2 separate regions of the Scylla paramamosain genome follow, and region 1 is linked to region 2. The links are chromatin contacts, called in public Hi-C maps. All regions are on one chromosome and are shown on one strand. The core of a region is the stretch at or near the end of the contact, and the rest is flanking DNA. Distances in the headings are between cores, read along the strand shown. Region 1 overlaps LOC135104634 (protein held out wings-like). Region 2 overlaps LOC135103411 (F-box only protein 11-like).

Region 1 (6,626 bases), core at 531-3,030, 130 kb after region 2:
TGAGTGACATAATGACTTCTTTCCTTCCTTCTTTCTTTCTTTCTTTCTTTCTTTCTTTCTTTCTTTCTTTCTTCTTTCCTTCCCTCCCTCCCCTCTCTCCCTCCCTCCCTCCTGTATATGAGATAACAAGTGTTTCTTCTCGCTGTTCTCTGTCATATTTTGTACCTTGTCTATGGATTTTTTTTTTCCGCATCACTTTTTTTTTTTACACGAGTACTTCCTTACAGTTTACATGTAAGAACCTTTCCCCTTTTTTTCCGTGGTATTTATTTATTTATTTATTTTATTTATTTTTTATTTATTTATATTTATTTATTTATTTATTTATTATTATTATTTTTTTTTAATCCACCTTGTTTTATCATCTTCGCTTTTCCTGCATGTCGTTTTGGAGAGTTGGTACAGAAAGATATGGAAACGTTGTCATTTACTCTGCGTGTTTCCTCGACTTCTATGGCAGGACTAACTCCAGAGAGAGAGAGAGTGTCTCGGAATTGAGGGATGGATTCTAAGGCATTGCAACAGTGAGGTCATATGAATGTCTCAGGAAGGCAACAGTATGTGTCGGGAGTGAGGAAGGGAAAGGAGGAAGTGTGTGTCTTGGAGGCAGGAAGGGAGGGAAGGAGGGATGACAGGCTGTATTTGGGATGTTTGGTTATGAGAGTAAACACAAGGGAGGGAGGGAGGAGGGATACCCAGACGTCAGCTAACCCGCCCCCATAACCTCCCTTTCTCATCTCCAGAATCTCTCTCTCTCTCTCTCTCTCTCTCTCTCTCTCTCTCTCTCTCTCTCTCTCTCTCTCTCTCTCTCTCTCTCTCTCTCTCTCTCTCAAGTGAATCCATTGAAAAGGTTGGTCAGAGGAAGAGCCCAGTTTCGGCCTTTTCTCTTCTGCTACTTTCAGCAGGCTGTTGAGGGTTTCAGATGTTCTTTGTTGTCTCTAGTGATAATTTAACAAGGATTCTGTATCAATATTGGGAGAACACCCATGATAACCATATTATATTTGTTTGTTGTGTAGTGGCGCGCTTCTCTCATTGTCCAGCTGTATACTCGTAGTTGTTCAGCCCTCTTCAGCTTCGTCTGTTATTTTGTACTACTCGGCGGAGGTTTAAGATGTACCACATAACTCTCCAGAAACGACGTGATGTATGTTATTCGTTCGCGTCACATTCGGCTCAGCCATACCAGGCTTAAGTAGTATCCAGCGGGCCGAACCCAGTCAGACCAGTGACTGATGAACTCCTTTGACGGAAAGCTATGTGAACGATATCTGTTTCCATAACATAATAGTATGATTCTGATACGGACTATTAGAATGCATTTACGATAGTGAAAGTTTGTGTTTAGTAGAAGACAGGTTGGTGGGTCTTATCCGCGGAGCCAGCCAACCAACCAGCGCCCCCACCCTACCGCCGCCTTTCTTCCACCCTACGTTCCTCTGGGGCACCATGGCGTGGGCGAGCATTGCCAGAGCTCATTATAATGTAGGTCCGGACATTTGTTTACTACGTTATAGTAATTCAGAAGAAAGCGGTAAATGGGAGCGGTACAAAGTGGGAAGCGTATTGCATGAAGTGTGGCGGTGGTGGCGGCGGCGGCGGCGTAAGACTGGTCGGGTGCTGCTATATTTAGGAAGCCTTCTTGCTCACGCGCCTACCATGTATTAATAACTGCACAGCTGGTCGCCCGCACCCTCCGCCCGAACTTCCACGTGCACACACACACACACTTGTTTTGAAACCGGGTGACATGAATGTTATGTATTGTCTCACGTGGCCTATAGTGGTTCGGCGATTTGTGTTTTGCTGTTCTACGGAGGAGAAAAACGAACAGCGAGTAGTCAAGTCTGAGTAGCGAAAATAATTTTTATCTCAATGCAGCTCTTCGAGTTGATAATCTCACTCCACTAGATGCTTGTTGGAGTAAAGGTTAATGTTGTGCAGCTGCCGTGTTGTGACAGTGTGATGAGCAATACCGTACAGACCAATGGTCCAGGGGTCGCACCCTGAAGTGTTTCGGCGTCATCTCATTTCATCAGGCAGTAATGGAGGTTGGTTTTCAAGGATTTTTTTTTTTTTTTTATGATTCTTGTGAAAATTTAGCAAAGATTTTTCACTGTCGGCCGAAAAGAAAATCAGTAAACAAAAGCATTCGTGAGAACCTTATTATTAATGGTTTGAAAATGAATATTTTAAGTCTTAGTTTGAAAATAAGTGACCAGTCAGTTCTTCACTACAACTCCGTGATATCTTCTCTTTAGTCTATTGGTGAATCGAACTATTTAATCAGTCTCCTATTAGCCCCAGTCATACATGATTCACCATACCATTTAAAGTGTGTGATAGAGACTAGCTTTTCAGTTTATATTAACTCAATTTGGAAATAATTAATGTTCTTTTTTTTTTTCCAGTTTAACTTCGTGGGTCGAATACTGGGTCCACGGGGCATGACGGCCAAGCAACTGGAGCAGGAGACAGGATGCAAGATTATGGTGCGTGGCAAAGGCTCCATGCGGGACAAAAAGAAGGTAAGTCACAGTAGGGTGAGATGTACCTCTAGTATATGTTTTATCTTTTCATTCTTCAGGATAAATTCATACCATTAGATCATGCAAGTCATCTTGACTTTTCCTTTTTAAACATGAATTAAAGGGAAAAAAAAATAAATAAAAAAAAAAAAAATATATATATATATATATATATATATATATATATATATATATATATATATATATATATATATATATATATATATATATATATATTAGATAGATAATGAAAATGGACATGCCTTAGTTTATTTTACATTGCCTGGTATGTAAAGACAACAACCCATTCAGTGAACCTGGAGTTGCAAAGAGGAGAGGAGGATCTTTAGTGTTGTGTTGGGATTGCTGACCTTTACTGCTGTCACTAATCCTCTTGCATGACTTTGTAAAGTAACATGTCACTAGTGTGTGTGTGTGTGTGTGTGTGTGTGTGTGTGTGTGTGTGTGTGTGTGTGTGTGTGTGTGCACATGCTTATAACTAAGTATCATATTTGTCTCAGGAGGAGCAGAATCGTGGGAAGCCTAACTGGGAGCACCTGAATGAAGACCTTCATGTCCTTATCAGTGTTGAGGATTCAGAGAACAGGGCCAAGATGAAGATCCAGCGTGCCCTTGAAGAAATCCGCAAGCTGCTGGTGCCATCCGTAAGTACCTGTGGCTTTCTCAGTTATTTCCCATCTCATCCCATCAGTGTTACCTTTACTGAGAAATTGTATGTCATATTAGATATCAAAGTGGATGGTAATACTTCATCCAATCCCCTTATTTTGTATATCCTTCCATAAGCCTGCATGCATATCAATATTTTATTGTATCTTTTGTGATACATTAATTTAATTTAGGTAGCTCATCTTTATTCTTTCTCTCAGTCTTTCTCATAACTAAAGTTTCACCACCAATACTTATCTCTTTCACTGCAGTTTGACACATTGTTCCTTAATCACAAATCATATGGGGACATTTTTGTTCTACTGCTACTTTTAATTATTATAGAGGATAGACATTGGAAAATACATTATTTTTCTTATAGATTCTTGTATAGATTTTGCACAGTCCTTTTAGTGCTCCACATTGTCACATATTGTGGTGAGAAAGTTGACAAATACACACTATCCTCCAGAGTTGTAGGCAGGACATTTCATCCTTACAGACACCACTGAAGTAACTAGTGCTGAGAGGCATGAGAGAATGTCTTGTAGTGTTATGTCATTTATTTCTTGTTTACTTTTTTGGTGTGGGTCTCACAGTGCCTCCCCTCCACAGGCCGACGGTGAGGACGAGTTGAAGAAGCGGCAGTTGATGGAACTCGCCATCATCAACGGCACCTACAGAGATTCCTCGAGTAAGAACCCAGGTAGGCTTTACCTGCCTATAATTCTTTTCTGTTGAGCCTCTCATTAATATTACATTACCTATATTTCCTGCTGGTCCCCTTGCTTTAATGATAATTAGAGTTAGTAAGTATGAAGTGTTTTCATGCACTGTGTGTTTGTAATGCTTGGCCCTTCATGTAGTAAGAAATTTACCTTAAAATATTTAAGTGAGATTTGAACTTCTTCCTTTTGTCCGACATTCAGCAACGTCGGTCTGGTCCAGCATGTTGCCTCACTCCCTCTACTGGTCCAATACAGTCGACTCGTTAGAGTGGCCACCTCCTAACATTGGCCACTTACGTACATGTGAACTAAACCCATTTAACCCCATTTAACATTGATTGCAGTCACTCATGTTGCTTTTTATTTTGGCCATTTTCTTACAGTGGCCTTTTTTGCCTCTGCCCAGAGCAGCCACTATAACGGGGCACGACTGTACCCAGTTAACGGTATAGTACTCTTACCGTTTTAAGTCATTATTTCCTTTATTTTTAATTTTAACTTCTTTTAATGTACCAATAGCTATTCATCATTTCTTAAGTTTGTAAATCTGATCTTCACACTGCTTAATGGTAAGATAAATTTTGTGTCTATTTACAGGTGTCAAGTAATTATTATATATGCTGGTACAGACTCCTGGCTTCCAAAAATTGCATTGAGAAGGGGTCAGGAAGAGTTAGCTTCTCATGGATGCTTTCACTAGTTTGCATGTTATTATTGAAGGATATAACATTATTAAAAATATATATGGTATATGCATTATTAAAAATTATATTGTTAACACTAATACCATTTTCTTTTCCATTCTCTTTTGATAATTTACTTAGATCATTAAAGTTTACAATGAACACCTCACCCAGGCAGTTGCCTCTTGGTTCACTTTATTAGTGTTACAACTGGTAGAGTTTGATTTGAATTGTGTACAGAATAGGTTACCATAATGACTTTTGAGTTTATAACTAATGCATTAATTATTTTCATTTTTAAATTTTTACATATATTCTGAGTAACCCCATAATGCTTTGTTAATACACATAGTTATTTGCAATTAACAGTTGGAATGAACCACCAGGTGTTTGGGTTATTTAATATAATCTTTACTTTTATGTTGAAATATATTGGTTACATTTTCAGTCTTTTTCTTTCAATTTTTAAGTTGCATAACTGAGCCACTAATCCAAGGTGAAGGAGATGCGCGTGGCGGTGGTGGACTGACTCACTAACCTTCCTTCCCTGTCCCTTGCCAGAAATTGAGGGACTGGGTCCTCTTACAGGGGAAGTCCCACGCCTGCTCACACCTGGGATGACTCTCCCATCCCCGCTGCGCACCGCCACTCCACTGGGGGGGCATCCCCTCATCATGCCCACCCGCATACCAGTGCCCACCACTACTGCGCTGCTCAATGGCACTAGTGCTGGCATGCCACCACCCCTCATCGCCGCCGGTGATGCTCCTGCTGGCTTGATGTATGCACCATATGCTGCCGCCGAGTATGCCAACTACGCTGCCCTCAGCTCCCCCCTCCTCACTGAGTACCCCCCGGATGCCACTGGTGGGTTGTTTGCCAGATGAACCATGTACTAGTCCACCCACACCACCCACACCACCGCACCCACGCCCGCTCACACACCCGCAGAGTTAGCCACACTCGCCATGTTGCCACAGCACTGCAGTGTGCGGTGGTGTGTGCGGCGCCACGCTAGGGACTGTCTGCCCTCGGTGGGCTTCACCGGGAGGCTTGGTGGACCTCTAGTTGTCTTGTGTAATGAGACTTGGATTGTTTTCATTTTACATATTTACATTTTCTTTTTAATTTCTCAAAGCATCGTTTTTAAGCTATCCAGTGTTGCTCAGCGTGCATAATAAGCCCAGTGATTTGTTTATTGCATTCCATTTTGTGGCCAGTGCTTTCATTGTTAATGTTTTATATGGTGCTTTTTCTACCTCTGAGAAATGATTGAAAAGAATGACTTTAGATCACTTGACATGGTTGCCAAAACAAAGGATTGTGCCTCAGAGGAGTGTTGTGGCGAGGGTTGGTGCCGGGGATCTCTCGACACCATGCATTCTGAAGCAACTAGAAAGTCTTTTACTATAATCGTCATTGTTTGAGGTTGTGAAAGTTATACCCGTATTTATTTATATTACGTGAATTAGGTAGGATGGTAGCTGTTATGCTAAGAGTGCTATGGAAATGCAGTGGCTAAATGCTATGTTACAATGATATTTTCTTATTGGCAATAAGGTGTAACTACTTAGACTAGTTAGGTATTGATAGGGTTGTACTTAATAGTCTCTTGGTCATGGTGGTGGATGCATTACCCTAGATATTCCTGGTTTTGGGTCAGCAATCTTGCATGCTTTACATAATTTAAGAGCACTTAATTTTAATCAAAACTATACTCACTTTTCTAGTATTATTAAACTTGCCTAACTTTTCTTATTTTAGCCCCTCAGCATAAAATCTAAACCAACAGAACTCCTTTAAATTGTCACTCAGTGTAATCTCAATGCATGGGCCATGAAGGGAAGCACCTCAGCTGCCAGTGTGGTGACACCCTGTGGGGTGAAGAGAGGGAGGACCTGGTCACTGAAGGCAGTTAAAATAGTTGTCAATTTTTGCAAATAGATGAGTTCTTAAAGAAATTCCTGTTTCTGGTAGTTGCAGACTATTGAGGATTGAAATAAATAATTCACTATTAC
Region 2 (6,972 bases), core at 278-2,777:
ATTTTATCCTGCTTGACCTTCACAAAAGCCTTTCTTTTAATAGAGTGATGATTGATGTGTATCACATCAGATTATGACGTGATGACGTCCGTTCGTTGTCAGATATTTCCTGCACAAGGTGGAAATATTTTGTAAGTAAGGACTAGGAACAATTATTTTGTGTGGAACCATTAGAGATAAAGCTTGTTTATGCCATCATTGTGTACAATGCAGTGGTGATGGTGATTGGCACAAAAACCAATATGGACTAAGCACAAGAGTGGTTCTCTACCTACAGGATTTCTTTGCTTACATGAGTACCAGTGATGTATATAGCTGCTGTTTGGATGTGTGAGGGTGTGTATATATGTGTTGAGTACAGAAAATCCAACCTGTTCCTTGCCTGTATCCATGAGGCATGGATCATTTTGCAATGTTATGATTGAGTACAGTTCATAATTAGATAATAAGATGTTAAGATTTTTATATAATAATCTTTGAAAAAAAATCAATATGCAGTAATTGTAGTTGTTTCTCATAATTTCCCATGTTTTTGTTTGGAAGATCTGTTGTATTATTTTGCATGTGGAGTTAAGTTGCATTTTTATAATGTATTTTTGAGCCTCTAAGGATATTTGTTGTATCAATTTTGTTAGAAATTTTATATTGCATTGGAACACTACAGATAACTGTGATTAAAACCAAAATAAAAACTTAGTGTAACTGCACACCACCTGGGAGCAGCCAGGACAATAGAGCAGTGGCTTTCTTCTCCCCAGACAGTAAAGTTTTATGTCTCCCTGCTGGCGTAGGTAGGATATCTGTGCAGCTTTATAAAAAACAACAACAAAAAAAACAAAAAAAACATGGATTTAGATAGTGCCTTTATTTTTTCATTCAAGAGTTCGCATGTCCATCTAAAGGGTCTGAATCCATTGCTTTTCTGCAGTCCTCCCAGTGTCATCTGGCTCACAGAATGTTGCTCTACCCCAACCCAGCTCCTAATAGTTTCATCCCTAGCACCTTCATCACTCATAACCCCATTTGCTGCTGCCACCCATCACTCCTCATCTTCACCTCTCATTGCATCATCATACACTCACACTAGCATATACAGCAAACTCTCCTTTATCTATGGAAATTAACTTTTTTAAATGGTAAAAGTTAATTTCCCCAGAGATCATCCTAATGTGTCTAAGACAGGAAAGTTCCCTCCCTACTTCTCCCACCGCCTAATGATGCTACACCCAGCCTCATTCCACCCACGAGTGTGATGGCATCATGTGATGTCCAGAGTTGGTGTCAGCCACAGTAGGGTCACATATGGTCCAGTAATGTTATCCAGTATCCACCCAACTTAAACACTCAGCTGTGGCATGCCACTACTGAAAGCTCTGGGTTCACATTTGTGTCATTCAGATTACCCTGAACAATAAGACTCAGACACATGCCTTTCAAGTACATCTGCAGACCAGAAAGCATCCTGGGGAGTTTTCAGCTGCAGTTAGCAGGAATACCACACAAATAATCCCTAGACAAGACACTTGTTGAAAACTGAGTGGCTGCCTGTGCAGGAGAGAGTATTGCACACTGGTGGTCTTGACTCGGTCCAGCAAACCTTGAGCTATGTGTGATGCAATTCCAGTTTTGCTATTTTATTTGTTTTTGTTGATCATGAATTGTCATTATTATAAGCCAGCATCCATTAGGGTTCATTATCCCCAGGTGTACCTCAGTGTTTCCCCCTTGTGTCCCTTTCTTGTGGTTCCTCTTACATACCTCAGACTCCTCCCCTCAGCTGCCTGCAACTGTGTCCCTCCCTATGTAAGGAAGATTCCTTAGTAGTAGTAGTAATGTTACTGTTGCTCAATGTGCCATATATGTGTTTTAGGTTTTTGTTTTTTTCTGTCCCCATATTGAGTTCAAAAGGTGTATGTCCACGCTTTTAAAGAAATGCAAATTATATTGCAATTTAAAAATTCTTGAAGCCCAGAGAAGATACTCAGTTTTTTGTGTGTTTGGTTCAGTATGCCCGAGTGCCGTTAGTGGAGAAATGAATCCAACTTGTCCCTGTGAACCTGTCTCCCTAGGAAGTGAAGCACCAGCTCTATGAGGGAAGTGTCCTGTTTGGAGATTTTAAAAAAGGAAGTGTGTAGTGCACAACCAGAATCTGTAATACATTCATAGTTGAAGTATTACCTTTGTGTTCAATTGTGCTTCCATGATTAAAGTAATTGGGCTCCCACTTCCTTAATCATTGAGGAAAACATCTGACCTCATTTATGGGAGATCAAATTTGGCAATTAGTATTGTCAAGAGACTGACGCAGCTTATTTTCTCTCTTCACATTGCTATCTCAGCATCTTTTCTCACTTTTGGACACTTCATACGCCAGTATGTGTTTGCTTACATGTTAGTTTTCTTCCGCAAGAAATGATAGGCATTCGTTTTAGAATGCACATCTTATTCATGTGTACTTAGTGTGCAGTTGTAAGACTGAGCAAATGACTGTGACAGTAAAGATGCAAAATTGAATGCTTGCACTTTAGTCTGTTGACAAAATATGTATATTTATTTCTTTTGATTGTTATTATGATGTGTTTGAAACATTTAACTGCTATGCATTTTTTAACGCAAAAAATGTGTTCCTTTGAGATTGTATATTACATTGTGTGCAACCCAAATTCAGTGCATGTTACGTATTTAGGAGCAAGTTTCAAATGATTTTGTATCTTTATCTGACACAGTTGAGTGTATCCTAAGTCTGCCTGAGTGAGTCATGCATAAGACATTGCCAGTGGTTAGGCTTAATGGAACTGGTGTAGTGTCATACTTCATCCTGAAAAAACACACAAATAAATTTACTTATATTTTCCTGGGTATGTAGTTTGAGTTGGGAGATGTGTGTTGCATCTTGTACTCAGCTAATGATTGGTGATCAAACTAGTGTTGATATGGTAGCTTTGTGTGGCGTCTGAGGTAATACTACGTAGTGTGTGCAAGTACTAAATTTGGACCGCAGATAATGGTCACTACAGATGTTAGTTGAGTACAAAATGGAGTTATAATGTACCCAGGTCCCTGTTGTACCTCAGGCTGGAGTTTTGTAAGACTTCTGAGTAAAATAGTTCATAGGTAATTGGAAAAGCATGTGTTTTTTACTCTTTGATAGTGGTAAAGAGAAGTATATATTATATACAAAAAAGAGCTTGGCAAGACATCATCTATGAAGTAGAGTGCAAGCCTAGCCCAGGCCTGCATCCACCATGAGCCTCCGAGTGCGCTGGACACACCTGACGGAGGAAAGTGACGTCAGGGCTTTACCGAACAGTTTTAAAAGAAGGGTGAATCCTTCAGTACACTGGAACTACTTACTGCTGTGATCCTGTATTGCCAACCTTGACGAAAGGAAAAAGAACACCATTTTTATTTTGTAGATGAGCAAACCAAGTGTACGTAGACATGCTTTTATTTTATTTTATTTCCTTGGCCAACGATAGATAACAATTCAGTATGTGAAAGATAGGCCTCATTCCACATATCGATGTAGTCTAGGAATTCACCACAGGAGGACAGTTATTCAGGCCAAGTACCTCATTTCCAGGACTATCTGGAAGGCCTTTACAGCAGAACTATTTCAGGGGTCCTTAGATGGTACAGCAGCAGGGGACCGAGGGCGTCATCAAATGATGTGCACTGTATAAAGGGCCTAAACATGTATATACAAATAAAAACTCTGAATCTAAGGTTTGTTTTAAGGCTTTTGGGGATAAAAGGTTAGATGCAAGTTTTCTCCCTTTCCTGAAAGAATGAGAGGTTATTGTTCAGTTTTTTTAAAAGAAACATTAACTTTTTATTACCATGCAAGCATCACTAAAAATTAACACTTTATTCTCTCACGTGTTCTGTAGCTCTCCCCCTCACACCTTGCCAATTTATTTGTTCTCGGATTACTTTCTCCACTAGTATCTATCTGCTTGGGTGACATCAGAAATTAAATGTATCCAGTCCAACAAATCCATCTTATATGTTGCTGCAAGCCCATCTGTATAGTACAACGAAAGCATTAGGTGTAATTAATTCACTCAACTTTTGAATCATGGGGCCTCTTCCTGGTCATACCGTTATTATCCTGTATTTTGTCAGTTACTTCTTGATTGCCTTGTAAAAGTAACACTTTTTACGCCCCAAGTCTAGATTTTCTTGGCTGCCTTTATACCTTCTATACCTAACATCAGGTCTTTTTTTGCCCACTCTTTATTCTGGTTAATATAAACATGACTGTAATAGCCTTAGTGCTACATGGTTGTTAGTTTGGTGCTTAAGACCCATACAGTTCAATTCAATCCAGTTTACTCAAATTCTCTCTCTCTCTCTCTCTCTCTCTCTCTCTCTCTCTCTCTCTCTCTCTCTCTCTCTCTCTCTCTCTCTCTCTCTCTCTCTCAAACGACGACGCCACACGAGCAAGTTGTCACAGCACAAAAAAAAAAAAAAATAAAAAATAAATAAATAAATAAAAAAAAAATAATAATAATTCATCCTCCCGTGAACGACGCTTATGCAGGTTTGAAGGATGCTGTGATCAAGTTTTCAACTTGATATCGCGGCGTGAGATCCTTTGGAGATTTGTGAACAGAAAGCATGGCAAAGGAAAGTACTGTGTTCATACACTACAGTTTGCAACACACACACATTCCTGTGCCTCAAAACACACGCCAGAGCTTCATACAGGCGACTAGGGAGAGGAGATTGATGAGTCAGCCCTCTACCAGCCCGGCAGATGAAGTCTAAAAATGGTATTCAGGTTATTTCGGGAGGTGACCGCGGCGCCGTGAACACTTATGGCTCCAGTAGCTGAGTTCATCATCAAGGACAGCTCCACACTTACGCGTAAGATGTGCCATCGATGTGACACACTCCAGTTTACGGCAAAGCGGCCCACGAGTACACCGTCACGCGTCACGCCAACGTCACGCATTACACTTGCACCGGTTTCCTGTTGACACGCTGGGCCTCACATACTACAACTTATACGTACAGTGAGCTTAGGATGACTGCACTTTTCTTCCCTGCGTCATCACGTCTATAGCTTCTCTTCTCGTCATAAATGTATATTCCAAGGAAACATAAAGCATTAATCAAGAACGAAGGGAGAATGATTGATAGATTGCAAGTTTATCAAGTATGAAACAACTATGAATATTTTTTTCCTTAACTCTTACATGTACTTTCCTTCACGTCTTATATGTGTATTTCAACAAAACACGAATATTTAATTATGAATGAAGTGAGAGCGCCAGGAATTTTTTTTTTTTTTTTTTTTTTTTTTTTTTTACTTGAGGATTGCATGAGTCAAGTAGATGCGTCACCCACGTCACAGACTGAAAGCGTACCAGCTCAAAAGATAAGAACATTTTCATTCACTATCTAGATTTGCTGCAACCGTGGAGTCACCCCCTTGAATACTGACACAACCAATAAAACAGAAATACTTTAGTAACATTAAAATGCCACTGACTTATCTATTTGATCATCTCGTATAAGAGAATGTGCCACGCACGTTTTTTTTTGCTGAAAGTTCCATCGTTGAATATTTCATTGCGTATTAAGAGGTTGTGAGGCGGCCTAGAACAAGTAGTGATGTGTTACCCTTTCATTTTTTTTACTTCAACTTGGAGGCGAACAATATGATTTTTTTTTTTTTTTTTATCACTCCCGCTTTAATCTTCCAAGTTTTCTCAATGGCCACACTTCCTGCTGCAAATCCCATCCCGACCCTCCCCTTCACTTCCGCGCCCCGTGACCACCTTGAGCCTCAGACGAGCTGCCAATACTCGTAAATATTCACATTTGGAAATATGTTCCCGAGGACTGTGATGTTCTCTTCCCCGTCCATAACTCCCGCTTATCGCCACGCCCCACGAACGGTGAGTCAGTCAGGCGCACAGAACAAAAGCTGATAGGATTTGACGTCTTACTCCTATTAACTTCGGAACTTAAAATACCTTTGGCCGTGGTGGTTGGGCGCATGAGGCTCGGCAGGCGTGGGTGGGAGGACACCCGTTCCACTTCCAAAATACCAATGGTTTGTTAGGTTAAACGTACTAAGTCTTGCCAACATGAAAAAAAAAAAAAAAATGGAGAAGAGGACGCTTAACTATCTTTGACCTTAAATTCATTCAGCTCCTTCTGATGTTCGTAAAACTATTATTAAGAACAACATTCACGAACCATTAAACAACTCTTAAATATGTACACGTTTCAAGGGCATTTATTTTTCAGGCTGTTACAAATGTTACTTACGTATGTCCCGGCAAGACTTTGTAAACATGCGTCCCAGCACTGCACCTGGCTGCCTCTGCCTCCATGTATAATTGTTGCAAGAGAGAGAGAGAGAGAGAGAGAGAGAGGTGGGAGGAGCAGGGGGAGAGAAATGGAGCTAGAAAAAAAAAAAAGAAAGAGGAAATAAAGAAAAGATAACGAGAGCAGATGACATAAGCCTCCTAGTTCATACTACGTGACCTGTTTCTAAAAATTTAAATATACATGAAGTAAGTGTCCACACATCTACACTCCTACAGCATTGAAAAGGCAGTGTAAAAGGTAAATACATAAAACGAATATTTGGTAGAGTTAATAAGCGTATCGAAAGTTAAAAATCACTGTCCCACAACCTGTTATTAATTGCCTAACTTCGATTTATTAGTGCTATGCAATACTTGGGAGTAAATTATGGAATTAATTTTTTTTTTGTCCCATCGATTTCTTTCCTCTAAGAGATTGTCTTGTTTCTTTTACTTACTGCCGAAATGTTACATCTTTTAGTATATTCTAACGTTATTCCATCGATACTAGTTTTCTGAACTTATTAACTCCCAAATTCTACTTACTCTTACCTCTATTCAGTCCATTTTCTTGATGCAACAGTTAACTGGTATCTTCATTCTTTCATCACTTTCACTGGTAAACTTCAATTCTCTTCTTGTCTGTTTT

What was found. Hi-C and Micro-C count contacts between places; a contact is called where the count stands out from the background.
Region 1: a Hi-C map of muscle shows a contact between it and region 2, with 3 times the contacts expected there. The contact joins two enhancer-like sites. A contact is called at or near these places in 2 of 2 Hi-C or Micro-C datasets (muscle and testis).

The regions. Positions count from the first base shown.
Region 1 is chr1:30,586,636-30,593,261 of ASM3559412v1, forward strand. It overlaps LOC135104634 (protein held out wings-like), which reads left to right. Exons shown (of 12, transcript XM_064012198.1): 6 at 2,412-2,528; 7 at 3,050-3,193; 8 at 3,813-3,903; 9 at 4,309-4,371; 10 at 5,170-5,475. Among protein-coding and RNA genes, the nearest start is that of LOC135103480, 23 kb to the right of the region's middle. Within about 2 kb of position 1,781, the one cell type or tissue checked has an H3K27ac peak away from gene starts, as active enhancers do.
Region 2 is chr1:30,456,589-30,463,560 of ASM3559412v1, forward strand. LOC135103411 (F-box only protein 11-like) reads left to right here. Exons shown (of 14, transcript XM_064009607.1): 14 at 1-3,725. Among protein-coding and RNA genes, the nearest start is that of LOC135103411, 26 kb to the left of the region's middle. Within about 2 kb of position 1,528, the one cell type or tissue checked has an H3K27ac peak away from gene starts, as active enhancers do.